2 separate regions of the Mus musculus genome follow, and region 1 is linked to region 2. Evidence: chromatin contacts called from public promoter capture Hi-C data. All regions are on one chromosome and are shown on one strand. Each heading gives the region's core, a stretch centred on a gene start, on an enhancer-like site or on the middle of the called end of the contact. The rest is flanking DNA. Distances are from core to core; before and after follow the strand shown. Region 1 holds the start of Dusp23 (dual specificity phosphatase 23). Region 2 holds the start of 4933439K11Rik (RIKEN cDNA 4933439K11 gene).

Evidence for each region. Capture Hi-C pulls out chosen DNA fragments and counts their contacts.
Region 1: a promoter capture Hi-C map of pancreatic islet shows a contact between it and region 2. The contact joins the promoter of Dusp23 here to the promoter of 4933439K11Rik in region 2. A contact is called at or near these places in 14 of 39 promoter capture datasets (the 3T3-L1 cell line, the C10 cell line, the HPC-7 cell line and 9 more), 16 of 484 Hi-C or Micro-C datasets (CD8 T cells, Th2 cells, bone marrow-derived macrophages and 7 more), 8 of 115 datasets of contacts at active chromatin or transcription factors (bone marrow-derived macrophages, embryonic forebrain, embryonic limb bud and 4 more) and 4 of 9 other capture datasets (adipose tissue, liver, macrophages and 1 more).

What each region holds. Positions count from the first base shown.
Region 1 is chr1:172,629,541-172,634,604 of GRCm38.p6, forward strand. It overlaps Dusp23 (dual specificity phosphatase 23), which reads right to left and starts at 3,434. Exons shown (of 2, transcript NM_026725.2): 1 at 3,076-3,434; 2 at 1,229-2,286. The coding sequence starts at 3,342. The coding sequence ends at 2,101. It overlaps Gm35601 (a long non-coding RNA gene), which reads left to right and starts at 3,440. Exons shown (of 5, transcript XR_001779542.2): 1 at 3,440-3,601.
Region 2 is chr1:172,546,591-172,552,220 of GRCm38.p6, forward strand. 4933439K11Rik (RIKEN cDNA 4933439K11 gene) reads right to left here and starts at 4,216. Exons shown (of 3, transcript NR_040558.1): 1 at 3,927-4,216.

The DNA of each region.
Region 1 (5,064 bases), core at 2,184-4,683, 82 kb after region 2:
TAAATGAGCACACACAGAGCTTCAGGCTAACCTCTCAAGGTAGAGAGAAGGAGAAGGGCAGAGTTTTTCATTTGAAGTCAACTCTTACTTATTTAAAAGCGATTTCCTTAAGCACATAATTATATGTTTATTTCCCTAAGGAACTCTTGAGGCAGAGGAGACCTGCTTAAATTATGGGGAGGGAACAGCACACAGGGCTTTAATGGGGTTAGAAAAATTTTCTGTCTCCTTCAAAGGAGCCTTGGGAGGAAGGTAAGAGCAGATTCCGCTCTGGCAGTGCGGAGGACACGCGGAGGAACAGACAGCAGAAAGGGCGAGGATGGGTCACATAGCACAGTCGAGCAATACTGGCAAGGGGAGGGCACAGCCCCTCACCTCCTTCTGTGTGGGTAAATTCTGGCAGTGAAAGAAAAGAGTCAAGGAAACAGGCCTTTTCCTCTCTCTGGGTTATGCCCTCCTCAGGAAAACACAGACATACACACTCCCGCGGGAGATGGTCTGGTTTGAATCATGGGGCAGAAGTGGGAGGGGCAAGGTGGATGGTGTGTCCGTCCTTTGTCCTTTTCCCATCCTTGAAGCCTAAATGCCTGGGACCTTGGAGTTTCTTCTCTTTGGCCGATATATCCCCCTGGGTGGGTCAGAGAGGATCCAAGGAGACAGTTAAGGAATGGGCCCTCCAGATGAAACAGAAAAAGGATTTCAAATGAGGGCTCTTATATTTCTTGCTTAAAAAGCCTTTTGTGTAAGAGTGAGCTGGATAATGTTGAGTTAGGGGCACAGGGAAGATGGAATGAAGTACAGGGGAGGGGCTGGTGTAGGCCTAGCTCTGGTCTTTGATAGGAGAGATGGAGGCTGTAGGGGAACTCTTGACTGTCCTGCATCTGGGATAGTTGAGGTAGCCTTTAGTGTCCATCGAGTGTGAAGAGAATGTCATTACCCTTCTCCAGAAGGCAGGGCTCCTGAGAATAGGAATCATGGCTTTTCTTTTTGCTGAGTTGGTTCCATCTCTAACAGCACCTGGTTCACACAGACACGCAGAGTCTCCCTTACTCAGTTCAGCCTATTATGGAAGATAGGGCATGGATTCAGACTGCCATTATGGAAGAGTCCACTGGGCTCATGAATGACACTTATCTCATCTCTCAGAAAGTCTAAAGTGTGGCGCTTGCGGCTGGGTGGAGTCCAACAGGGGAGACGTGAAGATAACACCTGAGAAACATGGCCAAGATTCATAGTCCCAGAGTTATTTATTTGATCACTTAATATCCACTCTAAAACCACCAAGACACAGTTTCAGCATTCGTTGGTCTGAGGCTGGGGACGACATAGGGGTTGGAGGTGACAGATGAGCTGAGTCACCTGAGGCTGGTAAGAGGTGGCCAGCCCTGGTGGGGGGAGGAAGGGGGAGGGAGAGAGGGAGATTAAGAGGGAGAGTGGGAGGGGGAGACCAAGAGAGAAACAGATAAGACAGAGAGAGACCTCATCTGTAGCACGATATGCAGGTCTTCTGTACCCTGAGAGAACAAAGGTGGCTCAGGTAGGACGGATGACCCTACATAAGGGGTGATGTCAAGGGGGCACTGCTGGTGTAGGAGTGCAGCGGCCTGAGGCTGCTTGGAGGCCATGTGGCCAGGGACATGGGTCTCCTTCACTGACCAGTTCTCCTCTATCACATGTCAGGGAACAGCACTTAGAATCCCATCATCCTCAGGATGACAAAGGTGTGTGCTGGAGTCCTGGCCTATCCTTCTGTTTCCCAGAACTGTGACCGGAGGCCTTTCTGAACTCTAGACACCTCATCCAAAGAACAGAAGTGGTTTTTTTTTTTTTTTTTTTGTTTTTTTTTTTTTTGTCTTTTCAACCACCCAGATGTATTGGGAGTGCTGTGTACATGCTATGCAGCGGTGATGAGTTCTTATCAGTTATTACCTCATTTTTGTGGGGTCTCGGCCATCCTGCCGGCCACGTTATGGCTTTGGGGAAGGACTACTTTTGTCCAATAGGAGTCAGAGGGACCTGAAGGATGCAGTACTTTAGTTCACTCCCCTTCCTCCCTGGCCGCAGGAGTTGGGGAGGGGGAAAGGCGGGCTGTTGAAGTCCTCATTTTGTTCGCTGGTAGAACTGGAAGACGGCCTTCTCCTGTTCATACGTCTCAATGGATCCTGGTCGCAGGCGCCGGATCTCAGCAATGGCATCTCCTGCGGCCAAAGCCCGCTCCTTCACCAAGTAGCAGGCTAGCATGGTGCCAGTGCGGCCAAAGCCTAGGGCACAGTGCACTCCAACAGCCTGTGAAGTGGAGACTGATGGAGTAGAGTCCAATGCCCTCCCCAATACTCCCCTGTCCTCACCCCACACATCACAGGCTCTCCAAGAAGTGACATCAAAGCTGTGGGAGGACAGGTGACTAGGAGGCCTCTGGAATGGCTGGTTCCAACTTGGGCTCTCAGCCTACATCGCCTGGCCTCTATCCTGTGCTGTCTTGTATAGTACATCCAGCCACTTGTGGTGCTATTTTTCCTGAAATGTGTCAGTCCAAACTGAGCTGAGGTGCAAAATACTTACCAGGCCCTGAAGATGCGGCATGAAAAAGACTGGACATGCCTCATTAATAATTTGTTTCATATTGATTCTATGTTGAAATAATATTTTTGACTTATTGGATTAGTACAAAATTAACTTCACCTGCTTCTTTTTCATCTTTTTCGTTTTTTGTTTTTGTTTTTTTTTTAAAACGTAGCTGCTAGTAAAATTTAAAATTACAAGTGTGTCTCTATGACATTTGGACCTCTAGTAAAAGGGCTTTGAACTGATTCCGTCTGACATAGGCGCTCCCTGGACTCCTGGAAGGATTTCACTTGACAGTACTCTCTCTCCAGCCTACTTGGCACCACCTCTCCTAGCAGCATAGTTGACTTTAGTCAGGGAGTGGGTCCATCTAGCTCCCACCCCACTTAGCCCTGTCACCCCCGCCCCCAACCCCAGGCTCTCCCACTCTTTTCGGACTCCAGCTCCGGCCCCGCCCACTCATTTCCTTCCAGGCCCCGCCCTCTCGCTCTGGCTCACGAGCGTGCTGACCTCTCCCCGGGCATTGGCCTCGTCCACGATCTTCACAAATTGGTCGATCTGTTCCGGGGACGGCGGGCAAAAGTCAGGGATGCGCATTCGGTGCAGCGTGAGGCCGGGACAGCTGTCACTGTGAGGGGGTCCGCGCTCCGTCAGGGACACCAGGTGCCGCACACCCTGGTCCAGCAGGAACTGGTAGTGCGCGGGCAGCCGGGGCAACGCCAGTCCGGCCAGCCGTCCCGGAAGCACCCAGGAGAAGTTGGGGGGTTGCACGCCCATCGTGGGGGGAGTTTACTCAGGGCGAGGCTGGCCTTTCCTACTCTGCCGGGAGATTGGGTCACCCCCCCTCTGGGGCTGGATTCCGTCCCCGCTCAGCACTTGCCCTAGCGGGCCACGTAGTCTCTTGGACCCTCCCCCGTGACGCTCCTCCCCACCCAGGGTTGGCTGAACAGCGGGGGCGGGGCTAAGACGGCTCCAAGGCAGGCAGAGAAACCCTACAGCCCAACGGACGCGAGCAGGGCACTCGTTGATAGGCTGGGTAATCAACAACAAGCGTGATTATTGCAGCGGGGAGTGAAGGCACTAAGGAAGCCTGGAACCAATTAATTGCTCCTGTAGAGAAAACAGCCCAGGGCTGGGCTCTGCTGCTCCCTGGTGGTGCGTTGGAGCTACTGCATCGTGGGCCAGCCGCCTAACGGCCTGGTCTCTTCATAGTTTTTATACAAGGGGTTTAAATAGTGATAGAAAAATCTACTTCTGCCTGGGCGCGGGTGTGAGTAGGTAATCTCTTCAATGACCAAGCAGTCATGGTTGCTGTCTTCTTGAGTTCTTGAAGTAAGAGGGAACTACTATGTCCCAGACAATAGAAAGTTTTATTTTTCTACTGCCGACAGTAGTTAAAGGATGGGGGGTGGGGAAATATGTGGCACTGGAAATGGTACTCAGGGTAATATAGTAACCACTATCAACAACATAAGGGTTAACAACATTTAAGCTTTTGCTTTGTGTTAGGTACTTGTGCAAATACTTTTTATATATGTTAATTAATCGCCATAAGGTAGGTGATCACAGTAACCCCATTTTAGAGATGAGAAAACTGAGGCACCGAGGAAGCTAAGGAAGATACCATTCTCCAGAATCTCTCTCTCTTTTAAAAAAATGTTTATCTTATGTATATGAGTGCCCTGTAGCTGTCTTTAGACACACCAGAAGAGGGCATCGGATCCCATTACAGCTGGTTGTGAGCCAACTTGTAGTTGCTCAAATTTGAACTCAGGACCTCCGGAAGAGCAGTCAGTACTCTTAACTGCTGAGCCATCTCTCCAGCTCCGAAATCTTGTTTTAAAAATTATTATTATTTTTATTTTATGTACATTGGTGTTTTGCTTGCATGTGTATCTGTGTGAAGGTGTCAGGACTCCCGGAGCTGGAGTTACAGACAGCTGTGAGCTGCCGTGTAGGTGCTGGGGATGGAACCTCTGGAAGAGCAGCCAGTGCTCTTAACTGCTGAGCCATTGTTCTGTCCCCCTCTCCAGAATCTTTTAATGGCACACTTTCCTACAGTCATCCAGGAAATGACAGTGTTACACAGCCATCTTCACATTCTTCCAAACATTTTGTGTTTAAAACCCTGGGTATTTTCTTAACCGGGGGCCTAGGGACATACTGACCTAAGCCCACAAGACCTGGGTATGAAGACATCCTACCCTCCCTTGGTTGCTGGTCATTAGGGTGAAAATCTGGGCCTTGGGAGCCATAACAAGCCAAGATGGGCTACTTGTCTCTTCAATGGGCCAATTAAATAAACCTGCTAGTGAAAGCGGGAGGTGGTTTATTCAGTGTGCTACATTAGTGAGAGAAACAAGGAGGTCCAGTCCCTACCACCCAAGTCTATCTTTAGGGTCCTGGTATGAGGATTAGGCTTAGGTAGAAGGTAAGAGTTATGTATAACTGAGTGTTCCTGGTCAAGGTGTGGTTCTCCATGCCCCCCTTCACCCTAGC
Region 2 (5,630 bases), core at 2,966-5,465:
AGTCGACTTGGTTTTCTTTTTGGAAGCTTCTCATTTGTGCTGATTCTTCCCTCAGCTTGCTTGCTCCCTCCCTCCCTCCCTCCCTCCCTCCCTCCCTCCCTCCCTCCCTCCCTCCCTCCCTCCCTCCCTCCCTCCCTCCCTCCCTCCCTCCCTCCCTCCCTCCCTCCCTCCCTCCCTCCCTCCCTCCCTCCCTCCCTCCCTCCCTCCCTCCCTCCCTCCCTTCTTTCTTTCTTTCTTTCTTTCTTTCTTTCTTTCTTTCTTTCTTTCTTTCTTTCTTTCTTTCTTTCTTTTAGACAGGGTTTCTCTGTGTAGCCCTGGCTGTCCTGGAACTCACTTTGTAGACCAGGCTGGCCTCGAACTCAGAAATCTGCCTGCCTCTGCCTCCCAAGTGCTGGGATTAAAGGCGTGCGCCACCACTGCCCGGCTTCCCTCAGCTTTTGTACATCTTTAGAACATCTCAAACATGCCCTTTAGGATGGCCCCAGCATTTTCAGAAGGCAACACCACCTTTCAATGATGGAAGGAAGGGCTTCCATTTAAAACCATCAGTGTAGTGCCCATCTCCCCAGCCCCAGACCCTTGCTCCGTCTCTCAGACTTAGCCTAGTCTTGTCTCCATGCAGTCCGCACCAAGGAGGAAAGGACAGTGGCTGAGTGCGTCCTGGGTGTTTACAAGCCAGGTTACAAGGGCCTGGGGCAAGAGTCCTCTTTTCATAGTGCCCAAGGAGAGTCACAAGCTGCTTCCTGTGTTTCCTCTTCCTCAGGACTTCCCCAGTCACCCTCTCCACCTTCCTCAACTAGAAGACTATTGCTTTTATACAACTAGGCAGGAAGTTCCACTGGACCGGGGGAAAACTCCCCTAACTCAATGACCTTCAATCTAGAGATGTGTATCCATTCCTTCCTAAAGGTCTTGGGAGATGTGGTACCCAGCCCACGATAAGAGAGAAAGCATTGATGCTATCACCAAGGATTCTAGTCTGCCTCTAGCTGGCACATTGACACCGATAATTGTTCGGTTGATGCTGGGACCACAGAACAAGCCTCATCTATTTCAAAGGACTTTCCTTCTCAAGAATGTCAGAACCATCGTTGGTACCTACTATTTGGTTCTATGCCCACTGTCTGCAGAGCTGAAAAGAATGGGTCTGCTCTGCTGTGCAAGCCAGGGAGGAAAGAGGTGTAAGACAAGCCTGGCAATTAACCAGGGTGGCCGCTGGGAGACTTGCAGAGCCCACAGCCCCTGAGTGAGACAGACTGGAAAGGGTTTAGGCACAGGGATAAAGGTCTGGCTCTGGAGAAGGAACTATAGCCAACTAAGAGTGTGAAGATGGTTGGGTCTGTGAGAGATGGTTCTGCAGTTAAGAGCACTGATTGCTCCTCTAGAGGTTCAATTTCCAGCACCCACATGGCAGCTCACCCTGGTGTCTTAACTCCAGTTCCAGGGGATATATGGTACCAGGCATGCATGCAGTGCACACATCTGTGCATGTAGGCAAAATACCCATACACATAAAATAGATGAATCTTAAAAAAAAGAAACTAACCATATATATGCATATACACATGAACACACATAACGATGGTTTGGGAGAGAATCTCAGCACAGAGGATTGCCCCTCTAGTCCCATGAACTTTTTCAAATTGGCCCATGATGTGGAGGAGGGGTCTGATACCTTCTCTAAGGATTCATGAGAGACTTTTCACAGGCTTTGGTAGGCTCCAGAATCAGCTGGCTCATTGCCTGGAGCCCAGCTCCTCTAAGCGGGACAGTTCTGAGAGCTGTTGGGGTCTTGGGTAGTTCCACATTTATCACCTCGTATAAGCCTCCTACCCGCTCTTTCTAAGGTGCTTTGTGGCGGTGATTTTTTTTTTCTTTTTAAATTACTGGTGAATGAATGGGAGCCTCACATATGCCAGGCAAGCACTCTAATATCAAGCTGTCTCTCCAGCCCCTCTCTAGCCCTCTTAATGATGATTGGCAGTAGGACTAGTTCCATACAGAAGTCAGTCACCCAGCTGAAGTAGGTGGGTCCTTCTGTGGCAACAGTGGTTGAGTCAGTAGGAAGTGAGGTGAACACACAGTCTACGGGGCGGATGTGTGTGTGAAGTGAGGTGGGGTACAAAAAAAACCGTGTGGTATCGAGGGCTCTCAGGTACCCGCAGACTCAGCAGTCAGGAGTGACCGGCCTCAGCCTTGCCCCTAAAGGTTAACTCTTGACCCTTTGCTGAGCTCTTTCTGCTAGGGAAGCTTCCGCTGACCTTATGCTCAGAGGCACAAGTGGTTTTGTGTTTCCCTCCAAGCCACAGATCAACCTTGGGGTTTTCTGGGAGGCTGCAGAGGGCAGTGGGCGGGGCTGGGGCTGGGGCTGGGGCTGGGGCTGGGGGTGGCGACCAGTAGATAAGTAGGAGGTGTCCTGATGTTGGTGTATTTTCTTTGTTCATGTAAAGTTTTTCTGGTTTTTGTTTTGTTTTTTGTTTTGAGTGCTCAAACTATTAGTAACTTAGTTATGACAGAATTTTTTTTTGAGATAGCCCCTCTTTCTGTAGCTGTGGATATCCTGGAACTCACTATATACACCAGGATGGTTTCTAACTAACAGAGATCCACCTGCATCTACCTCCCAAGTTCTGAGATTAAAAGCATGCACTACCACATCAGGCTCAGACTCTTTTTATTTACTGCATTTATATTGTCTTATATAGAAAGGTACAGATTAGCACCCAAGGATCTCACAGCCTGTCTTATGCCTCTGGAATGCATCAGACTGGATTGGTCCAGCCTTAGGAAACCCAGTGGTTGGGTACTCGGGTAGAACACACAGTCAGATCTGCAAGCAGCTGTGTCTCAGGCATATATGCCCCAGCTCCTGCCTGGGCTCCATGCCCTACCTGCCCATGTGAGCCTGTTGCCAGGCTCTGCAGTGGCTTGGGGGATGGGTGGGGGTGGGGCAGTCTCTGAACCTTTGCAACTGCTCCAGCTGGGTGCTGCCAGCTCTGGTGGCCTAGCCACATAGTCCCTGACTCAGTGGGATGCCAGGATGTCCTTTGGTGCTCCTGAAAGCTTCAGTACCCCTGCGTGTGACTTGGGTCACAGCTGGGCATTAATTGGTCTCAGTAAAAGCACTTTGAATAGGCTCGGATGAAAGGGGCTCTCAGAGTTCAAAGCTCTGCAGGGTTTTGGGGGTGAGGAAAGGTGGCAGCTGTTTAGGTGATGGAAGAAAGAAGACGCTGAAGTCTCAGACAAGAAGTCTGGGTACACAGGCTTGGAGGCTTAGGGACAGAGAGTTCCTCACTTTCTGTTCTTTCGACCACACCCCTCCTGCTACATTCTTGTGAAGCCTGGAAGCTCCCGTGGTCAAGGCAACTATTTAGTCAAGACCTCAGGTCCCTTCCTATCGAAAAGTGACCCACATCTCTCTCCGTGCACTGAGATGCATCCCAGGAAATCACAATTTATCTATCCTTAAAGAGTGCAACCCCTTTCCTCTGCTTTAACGCTCACAGCTCTTGCCCTTGTCCTCACGGCTCTTGAGGCTCAAACTCCTGCATTCGTGCCAATATCCTTCTTCAAAAGGGTGGCCACTGTCTCAGTGGCTTTGATGACTTTGGTGCTGGGACAGTGCTGCAGCTGAAGCTGTGACTTTCTCAGCCTCCCAGGAAGAGGAGGAGGTGAAGAAGGGAGGTCGGCTAGGGAGGGAGGGCCTGGGAGAAACTCCTCAGAGTCCGTGAATTTTTCCCCCTACACGGCTACCGGAGAATGTCTGTGTCTGGGCTAATGGGAATGAGCACTACCAAATCACGAGAACGTATGGCTGGAGGAGACCTTGGAGAACTGCCGGCGTTCCAGTCTTCTTTGTAAGCCTTAGGCAAATGGTTGCAGAACCTGGCTTGCTTTCCCTGAGAGACAAGGCGCCCACTACCTACCTGCTCAGAAAGCCCAGTCCACCAGTGTCTTCGTGTGTGTGACATGCACAGCCCTAGTCTTGGGGCCGCGCTAAACAGGTGCACAATCTATAAGACGGAAGGAAGCTCTCTGTATCCATCCACTCTGCATGGTGAGCCTTACGTGGGACAGTGCCGGTGTTCTGGAAACTGGGCTTTGCAGAGGCTTCCGGGGGAAGTATCGGAAGGAGGAACCTGGAGGAGGAGGGGAGGCGTCCTCTTTACTCTTGGGCAGGGCTTATGGCTCCCCTGAGAGTTAACACTTCCCTCTCCAGCCAGGCCTGGCTGAGCTGAGACAAGCCCCACCTTCTCTCATCCAGTCCTTTATTCAGGTATCCAGGCAACAGGAAACAAACAGGGAGGGCAGAGGGAGGGCCTGTCTGTTCAGGCTTAGTGGGAAAGGCTCTGAACCCCACACCTAAGCTTTCTTCCAAAGCCTCTCTGGGCAGTTGTTTAGAGCAGGCCAGGCCTGGGACCACCCTGGGGGTTGAGGGGACCACAGCTTCTCTTTGAAGATACGTGATGGGAAAGTCCAAATATTGAAGCAAAAGCAAATTTTATTCCTACAAGTCCAAAAGCCAAGGTCCCACTGGACAGATAGAGATTAATACATCACAAAATCTGTCTCCACACATGGGGGCGCATGGTTCAGGCCAATCAATCTGAGTTGCAGAATCAGTCCCGAGGACCTGGCTATGATCCCAGTGAAGTTCTCGTAGGTTTCGAGTCGAAGGTTCCAAGAGGTTTAGTGCTCAAGGATTTTATCTACTCTGTTCAAAAATAATCACCAGCTGTCACTCCTGGTTTCATTTTTTCTGAATTGTGTCTGGCAGGACCCTGGCTTACTTCCCAAGCACCGAGACACAGCTCTGGCCACCTCAGGGGTTCTCTCTCTCTCTCTCTCTCTCTCTCTCTCTCTCTCTCTCTCTCTCTCTCTCTCGGCTCATCATGATCAGTAACCTTTTCAGTCTCTCTTTAAACATCATCTCCACCAAGCAGGACCTTGTGATTATTATCAGCACACCTCATCACATCGTGGGCTAAGTGTCCCTTCCCTTGGCTCTGTCTCCCATCCACGGGGATGCTATAGGAGAGGAGCCGAGACTCTTCGCTCTTTCCCCACATTCCAGCATGAAGTCCAGATGAAGGTCCGTGAGATGGAGATGCAGCTGAGCTTCGTGCTGTGAAGATACCTTTAGCGTGAAGGCTTCTCGGTTCTCCCTCAGCTCTGTCATTAGGATTCCACACACTCTTTACAAGGGATTCCCTCTCACCTCTGCTTGCCCTCCTGGCACTTCAGTCAATGACATTCAGTCAACCTTCTCACGTCCCTGGAGACCAGGTCGATCTTTTAGAAGTCAAGACTGTGTGAGCCAGGTCAGTTCTGGGATACTGTGTGATGGGACAGATCTCGGTACATCCAGGCTCCCTCTTGCAGTCCCCCTCTTTCTGAGGTGAGCCAGTGGAAATGCAGAGGCTCGGGAGGCTGGATGACGGGCCCAGAGAATATGTGGGTCACCTGTGTTTGAAGTTATTGCTTACGGCTCTGATTTGAGTTTCAATCTACAGCTGCGCTGCACATCTTCAAACTTAAGCACTAACAGATCTGCTCTTCTCCAACGTGACTCTGATCCTTCCTGTCAGAACTTAAGAGTGATCCTTCATCCACCAACACCATCTCTGAAC